Regions from separate parts of the Rattus norvegicus genome. Here all the other regions are linked to region 3. A link is a contact called in public Hi-C data. All regions are on one chromosome and are shown on one strand. Each heading gives the region's core, a stretch centred on a gene start, on an enhancer-like site or on the middle of the called end of the contact. The rest is flanking DNA. Distances are from core to core; before and after follow the strand shown. Region 1 holds the start of Adh1c (alcohol dehydrogenase 1C (class I), gamma polypeptide). Region 2 holds the start of C2h4orf17 (similar to human chromosome 4 open reading frame 17). Region 3 holds the start of Adh5 (alcohol dehydrogenase 5 (class III), chi polypeptide).

Region 1 (3,630 bases), core at 890-3,389, 180 kb after region 3:
GATGGTGAAGGGCTTGTGAGGCTCCCATAGCACGGCCGCTTTGCATTTGATTACCTGGAAGGCAAAGGGTTACTTCAGCTCCAACGAGATCACAGCAATTGTATCCTTCTATCACTCACACACACACACACACACACACACACACATACATAAATGGCATCTGTCACGGCTCTGCCACTCAGTAAGTGTTACATAGAAACAGACAGTTCTGATTTACAAAGAGTTAAAGTGCCTTTAAAAAAAACGTGTGACTCCTTAGCCCGAGGTCAGGAAAATGCAGGTTACTGTAACACACCTAGCAGAAGTGGTGCGGGTGCTGCTGAGCTCACACTGTTTTTCTGACTGCTTGCTTGTTTTCTTGATGTCACTGGTACTATTCTCAGAAAGATTGTTAAGTGCAAATATATAATGATTTGTTTTTCAAGCACTGAGGACAGAACCTAGAACTTCGTGCTATCTGGGCAAGTACTCTATCACAGAGTTAACCCCCGGCTTTAGATTTCTTTTCTTTCTTTCTTTCTTATTTTCTTTCTCTCTCTCTTTCTTTCTTTCTTTCTTTCTTTCTTTCTTTCTTTCTTTCTTTTTTTTTATAAATTATTGGAGAGAGAGATTAGAGAGAGAGAAAAAGAAAGAGGACTCTTTTTTTTTTAAAGATATATTTATTTATTTTATGTATGCGAGTACACTGTAGTTGTCTTCAGACACACCAGAAGAGGGCATCAGGTCTCATTACAGATGGTTGTGAGCCACCATGTGGTTGCTGGGAGTTGAACTCAGGGACCTCTGGAAGAGTAGTCAGTGTTCTTAACCGCTGAGCCATCTCTCCAGCCCCCGGCTTTAGATTTCTGAGAAAAATAATCTAATAAGCAGCCCAGGCTGGCCTTAAGCTAGGGACTTTTCTGTCTTGTCCTTCCTAGTCCCAGGATTTTAGGGATGTTCGACCATACCTGTCTACATCACTACTTTGCTGTTCTAGGCAGGACAAACATAAACTAAACATCATCGTGGCACTGTCATTGACCCCTGTACCTAAGACTCAGGTGTCTCTGTTCCCTCACTTCTTGTTTGATTGATATGAATTCACTATTTTTTTTTTGTTTCACTTTTTCAGTTAGAACTTTCAGCTTAACTTTTTTCCTAACTACTTTTCTTTGAAATGTAATATGGCGTCCTAAACATAACCAGCATGCAAAGCAAGTTGGAATAAAACTAAGGAATCCTGTCACACGGTGTTTACAGAAACCTCTGCAATTTCGGACACCTGGTTCTCGCTCCGAGCTGTTGGACTTTTGACTAGAGTAGCCTCTGTGCCAACAGAAACATAGCCTTATGTAATTAAGCAATTAGATAGCGGGGATCAATTAATTATACTGAGTGACTGCTTGCCGTTCTGGTGGGACCATGAACAGACTGAACAAGTGAGTGTGACTCTGTAGAAAACTCTGTGCCATATGTGTGCATTCTTAGTGTCAACAACCGATTCTGCTTTTATTAGATTTAATTTCCCATAAAATCTGGATTTTTTTTTAAACAGGAAAGAGACTGTTTATAGAATTTCTGTAGTAATCCGTGAGTCACGGAGTCCTTCAAGTCACAATTTGCACCATAAATCTCACTGTGAGTGACTTTAAAGCTTTCCAATCAATCCACCTCTTGTTAGAAATTTTATCTAAAGGCAAGGAGGACAGTACTAAATTCCCTGAAGCAAATTCCTCATATGAAACTCTTGTCCGATTTAACGTTCCTGTGTTCATAATAAAATATGATTACGAAGGACAGCACATTGTTGGTATCTTAAGATAAATACAGACTTTCGATAAAAGACCTAAAAACTTTCTATTTGCAAAGCAGTCACCATTGGCTTGGAAAAAGTCCTACAGAGTTAATGAGGAAATGAAGGCATTCACAAACCTAGACGCTATACCCTCTCATTAAAGATACTTAGTAGCAGTCAAGCTGCACCAGACCCCAGCGTGCCTGTCATTTCTAAGTTAGGATTCTGCATCTCTTCACATATCAATGAGAATATATTTCCAAGGGTGAGGTATTTTTCCTTACTTTTCCAGCTGTGCTCATGCTGTCCTTCGCTGTGGGCAGGAAATGGATGGATCCTCGTAGACTTCTTCCCTCCTGCAGTGAACTGGGCCAAAGTTGCACACAGATTTTATTTGCTGGGGTGTCAGCTGATCCCACATGTGATCTAGCCCTTCACGACGACACACCCATCAGTTTATTCTCACTGCAAGTTAAGTTAAAACAAAGGGCTCTGGCCTGTCAGGCAAATCTTGCTCTGGGAATGTGCTATTGGGCACTTTTTTTTTTTTTTGATTCAATAAAGTTTTATTTTCCCAAATGTACAGCCAATTGAATCTGTTTATGCATCTTCACCAGCAGCTGGGGCAGCTCCACCTTTTGTGTTTCTGGTGTAAATTACTTGGGCTCTGTGCTTTGAAACCAGCTTGATAAGTCCTTTACTAAGTAGGTCCTGACCAAGGAACCTCGAATCTTCAGTCTCTCGGAGACCACAGCTGGAGTAATAAGCTTACAGTTGGAAACTTCCTTACAAAGTTTGTCCTAAGTAGCTTTGTCAAATAGGACAAGATTGTTCAGCTTGTCCCAAACTTTGCCTTTGGACCACTTCTTCTTTTTGGCCTTGCCACCAGATTTATTTACTGGGTCTTTGTCTTTTTTGGCCGTTTTTCCGGTATCCTTCTTCTTCTTGTCGTCTTTGGGCGGCATGGCGAAGTTCACAGAGTAGTGTGGACCACTGCAACCACACTAAGATGTCGGGGGGTGGGGGAAGCATATTTTGTTTTTATTATACTTAACGCTTCCTTTCTCTTTTATCTCCCTGTCTCTCAGTCCTCTCTTCCCCTTTCTCAACTGCACTTGGTCAGGTTAGAGCACTGTTTCCTTTTACTCAACAGAACAAACCTACCACTTAGAGTCCACAATGTGCACAGTGAAGAGGAGAGACAAGGTGGCAGGACTGATGGACAGACAGACAGACAGACAGACAGACATTCATTTCAGGGAAAGGAGGTTTGGCCTCCGTTCTTCAAAGCAGAAACACACCTTCAGTCGCAGCCAGGTGCTGAGGCCCCTGGTCTTTCTGCAGCACAACCCCAGGCTGACTCTATGGCTGACTGAGAGCCTGCAGGCATGGAGCTGGCCCAGGGGTGGCAGTCATGAGTAAGAGATGAACTCCACTCCTGCCAAGAGATAGTGGTTATAGCATCGTCTATTCCTTCTTGCTGAGAGAGCCTGGACAAATCTCACCGCTCTTTGCCATAGTTTCCTTTTCTGTAAGATAGAGGTGAAGAAGAGTGCCATTTCAAAGAATAGATAAAGCAGTAAGCACGCAGCCTACCGTGGGACCACATGGGTGGAAGACAGCACCATGAATTATAGCTAGACCGCCGTCTGTGAAGATAGACTCACAACACACTGGGAGGTGAAAGGCACACAGGCATACGGGTTGACTATATAGCAAGTGCTAGTAGAAAAGGGTGACCGAAGACCCAGGGGAGGCGTAGGGAGAGCATGCACTTGGATTAGTATAAAGAATGACAGTTTGGGCCAATGGGACAAAACGTCACGTAAGGCATCTCTTCACTGTCCTTTGTTTAG
Region 2 (3,454 bases), core at 341-2,840, 250 kb after region 3:
ATATAGCAGTGATTGTACCTAGTTTCAATGCTAGCGACATTGGATGTGAGTTATCGTGGTGGACACACACTCCAGAACACTTGGTGTTATAAGGTAGTTTCAGTTTGCTTATTTCCAGTCACCCACAAAGACCTATTTGTTATGCAAGTCCACAGCTTTGCTCTTGTAAAATTCCCATGCATAATGCCCATCCCTTTTCCAGTTGTAGCAGGGCGCTAGCCCTTAGTGGGTCCACAGACCTTAGCACAACTGGCTCCATGATGAAAGTGCTATTCAGGCCGTAAAACTCAGCATAGAGACAGCACCGCCTGCCATAACTGAAGCAAAGACCTAATCCATCAAAGGCCATAATTCTGGGAAAGTCACCAAGTGCACTGACCTTGCTTTTGGGAGTCTCTGGTTCTGCTTCTGGCTGTCTTTGTTAACTGAAGAGCGTCAGCCCAGGACATGGTTTTGTGCTTAGAAGCTCACCCTAAGAAGGGCTTGGTGCTACACTGGGATCCCCAACACTCGGTATAGGTTATAGGCTGACTAATAAAGAACTTTCTATTGATTTAAACCCATGTCCGAGCAGTCTTCTCCTGTGGAAACCCCACAACACTATTAAATTGTTTGTGCTACACATATAAACATTCTTAATGTATTTATGCCCCCGGTCAGTTTCACGTTGCTCTAATAAAATGTAAGAGACCAGCTAACTTACAAAGAAAAAAGGTATGTTCAGCTCACGGGTTGGGAGGTGGACTGATGAACAGTATGCTGCCAATTCTATGAGACTTCACGGCAAGGATTGTGGAGCAGGTGAGAGGGGCGAGAGGGATGAGGGGGAGTTGCACATGACAAGATAGCAAACGGTAGGGAGTTAAAATGCAGTTTCTGAGGAGCTCAGGAAGACAAGAACTACATTTCTCACTGTTAATGCTCCCAGCTAGTGTTTTTTAAAAAATATTTATTTTTTCACTTTATGCATATGAATACACTGAGGTTCCCTTCAGAGACACCAGCAGAGGGCATCAGATTCCCTTACAGTCACCATGTGGCTGCTGGGAATTGAACTCAGGACCTCTGAAAGAACAGTCAGTACTTTTAACCGCTAAGCCATCTCTCCAGCCCACCTCCACCCCTACCCCCACCCCCGCCCAACCACCATCTCTTCCCCATCCTCGGGGCCCTCTCCTCTCCTTCTGCCCCGCCCCTTCCTTGCTTACTAGCCCTCCTCTTTCCTGTTATAGGTACTCTTACCCTCTTTTCCTCAATGCCCCCTTCAGATCTCCCCTTCCCACCTCTGAAAATCAAATGGTACCCCTTCCCAGTGACCGTGAGACCTTCCCACAATCCCCACCCGCACCATTCAGTGAGCTGTTTATGTCTCATAGCACACACACAGTGCCTCTTTCTCCCTTTTCTTTTTCTCCTTTCCAGAGATCCGCAGCCCGTCCACGGTACATCTGAAATCAGGAAGAGATGCTCCGTGCTATGATAGTGACGCTGTGTTATAGAGGCCTGTGAGCAATGGCTGCTACAGCGTTCTGGAACTTGACATTTCCCAGAATGCTATTCCGTTGCTAAGCTATGAGTATCTCCTCACAACCAGGGAGGCAGGCGCCTGGGCTCTTTGGAGTGAGAGTGGGAAGAACTGGAGGGACACCACTTTGCTCTTTTGGAGGCGTCAGACAGTCGGCTGTTTCACCGGTAAAATCTCCTTAAGTCCTGAGATTTAAGGAAGTAAAAACTCAGCCGAGACCCAGTATGAGGCTGGAAGGACATCAGCAGACCCGAGTTCCTATCGGTTGATTTATCTGCTTTAAAAACTGTTCTCAGGTATAATTTTCTATTCATCATTAGAAAAATTTGCTAACATTTTAGCTACGCTTACCTATGAGTCTCAAATATGCCTTTTAAGGCATACGGAAACCAAGTAAGTCATTTTGAGGAAAAAGGACGCTGTATTTTAAAGTCAGTCACTTATTCCGAGGGGATCGTACTAACAGCACTGTGCTATTCATAGAAACATTTGTTCTGTGCGGGGAAAATACTAGCTCATTTAACGGCAATTACTGAGTTTATACCAGGTGTGTGCACCCAGCAGGAAAGACGAACCAGCAGGGTAAATCAAGGCATATTTAAAACAAAAAGCGGGGCAGAGCAGGCGCTATGAAGAGTGCTTTAAAGAAGAAAAGGGTTAGAAGGTGGTCGAGGCTGGGGTAACAATGGGGATGACTACAAGGAGGTGTTAGGACTCCGTTTGGAGAAAGAGTGTGCCCAGAGCAATGAACCCTATATGAGAAGAAACCTCAGGGACCTGGGCTGGAAGAGTGAGAGAGCAGTGTTCATGTTCCCAGCAACTGCTGTACAAGATGACCTTCAGCTAATCCTTTCTTGGTGTGTTCCTTTGTAAGCCCCTGTTCTATTTTGAACGTATCGGTATTAATATGTTATGCAAATGGGCAGGGTATTTTTCTGAATAACATTAACTGTTTTTTTTTTCAACCCTTCTCTTTGAAGAATTGTATTTCCCTTGTTGTAAATAAAATTTGATAATTTACTGGTACATGGGTAGATTTGAGAGACCACGAGAAAGGAAAGTTTGCTTTCAAAAGTGTCTTTGAAACTTCTGTTAGTTAATTAATTTATTTATCTAATATATGGATTTTGCCTGAATGTACAGGTGTGGATCACGTGCATGAAGTACTGTGGAAGCCAGAAGGCTTTTGATAACCTGAAATTGGAATTATGGGCAGTTTTGAGCTGCCTAGGGTAGGTCCTGGGAAATGAGTCTGGGTCCTCTGTAAGAGCAGCAAGCGCTCCTAAGGGCTTAGTCATCTCCCCAGCTGTAGGTTTTGGAACGATGGATGTGACGTGCAATTAAATTCCACACACGGTCTTCACATTTCCCTCTCCGGTGAGAGCATCACAAAGTAGAGTACAAACAGAACTCATCGATCTTCTCTGGGGAAATCCCCGGGGTATGCTTGCCTAGGGAAGAAGTCTTAGGCGGGTTTTACAACATATAAATAGTAAGGGCCGGCATGCTTACTAAAAATAGCTAAAGCTCTTGTGTGTCTACAAATGATCTTATTCTTAATAGAATGTGAGTACAAAACAAGGTTAAGTTCTAGACCACTCTCCATTGCGTGTGCTCACTTGATTGGGCTGGCTGGAACTACAGCCCCTGGATGCCACTTTTGCAAGCCACAGTCACGGATGCCGCAGTTGAGCTGGTAGTTGTTAGCATTTGCTTCCCCGTGATTTGAGAGAGGTCTTCTGCAATGCAGACTGTGTCTTCTGCATGACCACCTGACGTAGGGAAAATAGCCTGGGGATTGTTTTCTATAGCATGCAGCAAGAACCTGTCTCCCTATCTGTCTCCCTCCCCTCTCCTCCCTCCCTCCTGCTCCCCCTCATTATGCATCTCTTGATTCTATGTTACTTGCTAACTAATTAATTCATGGCT
Region 3 (3,476 bases), core at 482-2,981:
ACATGCAAGAACACACTCTGTTTTTAGGCTTTCATATAAATAATATAGTGAACAATGTATAGTTAAAGGGCCAGATATAGTGAGGTGAACTTTTAGTCCTAGCACTTGGGCATAGGCAAGTGGATCTCTGTGAGCTCCAGGAGGGCTAGATCTACATTCAAAGTTCCAGGACAGATAAGCCCTCATGGAGAGATCCTATCTCAAACCGTCCACCCCCAAATACCATCAACCACAAAAAAAAAAAAAAAAAAAAAATATATATATATATATATATATGTATGTATATGTACACACACATATATATTATATTCAATATATATAATTGAAGGGCTGAAGAGATGGTTTAGTGGTTATGGGCAACTACTGCTCTTACAGAGAACCCCAGGTTCAGTCCTATGCGTCCCTACTCTCACAACTTGTAATTCTAGTTCCAGAGGGCCTGTGCCGCCTTCTGGCTTCCACAAGTTCCTGCATGCATGTGGTGCACATAAACACACACAGGCACACACACACATACATATTTTAAAGCATGTGGAGGATGGCAGGTGGGGAAGAGGAGGAGAAAGAGGAGGAAGAAGAGGAGGAGGAGAAAGAGGAGGAAGAAGAGGAGGAGGAAGAAGAGGAGGAAGAGGAAGAGGAGGAAAGAAAGAAAAGAAAGATGGGGTGTAGCTCAATGGTAGAGCACATGCCTTGAATGCACAAGGCCCTGGATTCGATTCCCAGCACAACAAAGGGGAAGCCAAGCAAAGAGCAGCAAAATCCCACCTGGGTTCTGTCACTAGGTTGGAGAGTAATTCAAGGAATCACAAGTTTACTATTATGCGTCCTAATAATCTTTTCCTTGGGATAGCTTATACATCATCACTTTAGTGCAACACTTCGCAGTGGGAAGGATCCGAAGAAATATCCAAATGGAGGATGTGTAAAAATACCAGAACCATCTTTTATAACTGTGCTAATTAGTGCATTAACTATTTGCCACGAGTAGAAAGAACACTAGAAAGAGGTAAGTGTGAGCTGAAGTCGGGTATAATGTAAAAATTTGAAAGCTTCGAAGGGTGGAAGAAATCTCAATTTAAAAATACCGATATCGTGGAAATAATATTCTGAGTGTTAGGTTGGGTAAACATACCACTAGAATTAATTTTATGTGGTTCCTGGAAAGTTTACAATTCCATATGCAATTTTATATCGTGCAACTAAAGCAAGGAGCTGCCACAGCGCTTACACTGCTAACCACGGAACCAAACCTAATGAGAAATGCTGGGTTTTGATCAGTTCACTTGATGCTTAGGAAATGTGTTGACAGGCTAAAGGTTGCAAGTCACTCAATGGGTTTACTGGAGATGGACTTGAAAGTCAATAACGTGATTTGAAGAAAACAGGTACACGGTGCTGCACATAGAAAGCGAAGGCCGAAGGGAGAGCCTAACTTTGCTTGGTAGATTTGAGCACCGCCTGCGCTCCAGATCTGATCCTGCAAGCGCGATCCCAGCAAGTTACTCCATTCCGTGGGACCCGCGCGGGCCTGTTCCCACCCAGCTCCCGCGGAGCAGAGCAGAAAGCAAAGCTGCTCCCCAAGTCGTGGGGTTGAAACAAAGCCTTCTTGCCCTCGCAGCGGCTGCGCTCGCCTTCCCCGGCGGGCAACGGCGGGCCACCCGGGCGCTCCCCGCCTCTGCTCCGGCCCACCGCGCGCCTCCATACCTGGTTCGCCATGTCCGCAAGTTCGGGATCGAGCGAGCGTAAAGGTACAAAAGTGTAGCGGAATCCGGGTATGAGCCCGGCGTGCGTGAGGGGAGGGGCTGAACGCCGGAGGCGTGGCTTGATGTAGGCGGGCTTACGTGGGGGCGGGAGGAGGTGTCTGTGCGTGGAGCGGGACTTGGTTGGGAGGCGGGCCTAGTGCCGGAAGGGCGGGGCTTGCATATTGGCCTCTGTGCTCCGTTGCTGCAGAAGCTATAGTGTTTGTACAGGAGCAGCGAAGCTCTTTATTCCCGGTTGGCTTGCTCGAGTCTCTGCAAAGCATCTCTGTGGTATTTCCCTGTCTAATTTTACTGCAGCCTTTGTACGTTAGGAGTGAGAGAAGTGTAAGGTGTGGTGACCGGAAAGCCCGTGTAGAACAAGCCACGCTTTCGTGTGTCCCTGTCTTTGGTCCCCTTCCTCTCTTCTCCTGCGCGCGCACGCTCTGCTGAGCGAATGCAGACTCTTGTGGTTTGCGCGTCTGGGTCCAGGATGAGTCAACATTGCTACCCTGTACGACTTTGAAACTCCTGATAACTTGGAACACAAGAGGGAGATGTTTGCCCATCCTAGAAACTGCCCCAGCTCAGATTCCAGCAGTTTAAGACAGGGTCCAGGTTGTGTCAGGGGCCACAGGACACGGAGAGAAGTTTGAAAGAAGGGAACGAGGGAGCAGAATGGGCGCCTTTTAAGAGTAGACCGAGTACTATATTGAATAAGGGAGAGAGAGGGCAGCCTTGTCTAGTCCCTGATTTTAGTGGGAATGCTTCAAGTTTCTCTCCATTTAGTTTGATGTTGGCTACTGGTTTACTGTGTATTGCTTTTACTGTGTTTAGGCATGGGCCTTGAATTCCTGATTTTTCCAGGACTTTTAACACTATGGGGTGTTGAATTTTGTCAAATGCTTCCCCCCCCCCCCCAGCATCTAATGAGATGTGGGTTTTTTTCTTCAAATTTGTTTATGTGGTGGGATTACGTTGATGGATTTCCATATATTTGAACCATCCCTGCAACCCTGGGATGAAATGCCTTTTTGATCATGATGGATGATCGTTTTTGATGTGTTCTCGGATTTGGTTTGCGAGAATTTTATTGAGTATTTTCGCATCAATATTCATAAGGGAAATTGGTCTGAAATTCTTTCTTTGTTGGGTCTTAATGTGGTTTTGGTATCAGCGTAACTGTGGCTTCAATGGGTTAAAAAAAAAGTACATCAACTGTATAGAGACCGAAGATGCTGCATTTGTCGATGTAATCCCAAATGTTGCTTGTGTTGAAATGTATCTACTAAAACACCGCATTTTCTCTCTTTTTCAAGGCTTATTTCCTGAGAACACACCTTAAGGGTTGACATTCTCCATGGTACTGTTCAAAGTCCTTCCCTCACTTCACGCTGACACACATCCTGGCTTATGTAATAATTATAGGATGATCACCAGAGTCTGACTCCAGTCGGGGGGGCTTTCCTAAATCCCAGGCTTGGAAGTGCCAAGCCGTGCTTAAAACTCAACTTATGGACTGGAGAGATGGCTCAGGGGTTAGGGGTTAAAGAACACTGACTGCTCTTCCAGGGGTCCTGAGTTCAGTTCCCAGCAACCACATGGTGGCTCCCAACCATCTGTAATGGGATCTGATGCCCTCTTCTAGTGTGCATGAAAACAACTCCAGCATTCTCATATAAATAAAAAAACAAGAAGAAAAAAAACCTCAATTTATATAAAACTAGTTTTGTATTTTCT

Evidence for each region. Hi-C and Micro-C count contacts between places; a contact is called where the count stands out from the background.
Region 1: a Hi-C map of kidney shows a contact between it and region 3, with 2.7 times the contacts expected there. The contact joins the promoter of Adh1c here to the promoter of Adh5 in region 3. A contact is called at or near these places in 3 of 12 Hi-C or Micro-C datasets (hepatocytes, kidney and liver).
Region 2: a Hi-C map of the A7r5 cell line shows a contact between it and region 3, with 4 times the contacts expected there. The contact joins the promoter of C2h4orf17 here to the promoter of Adh5 in region 3. A contact is called at or near these places in 10 of 12 Hi-C or Micro-C datasets (the A7r5 cell line, the Rat2 cell line, Schwann cells and 6 more) and 1 of 1 datasets of contacts at active chromatin or transcription factors (oligodendrocytes).

The regions. Positions count from the first base shown.
Region 1 is chr2:229,469,212-229,472,841 of GRCr8, reverse strand. Adh1c (alcohol dehydrogenase 1C (class I), gamma polypeptide) reads right to left here and starts at 2,139. Exons shown (of 9, transcript NM_019286.4): 1 at 2,059-2,139; 2 at 1-54. The coding sequence starts at 2,076.
Region 2 is chr2:229,393,795-229,397,248 of GRCr8, reverse strand. C2h4orf17 (similar to human chromosome 4 open reading frame 17) reads left to right here and starts at 1,590. Exons shown (of 9, transcript NM_001134579.2): 1 at 1,590-1,821.
Region 3 is chr2:229,646,812-229,650,287 of GRCr8, reverse strand. Adh5 (alcohol dehydrogenase 5 (class III), chi polypeptide) reads right to left here and starts at 1,731. Exons shown (of 9, transcript NM_001126120.1): 1 at 1,705-1,731. The coding sequence starts at 1,716.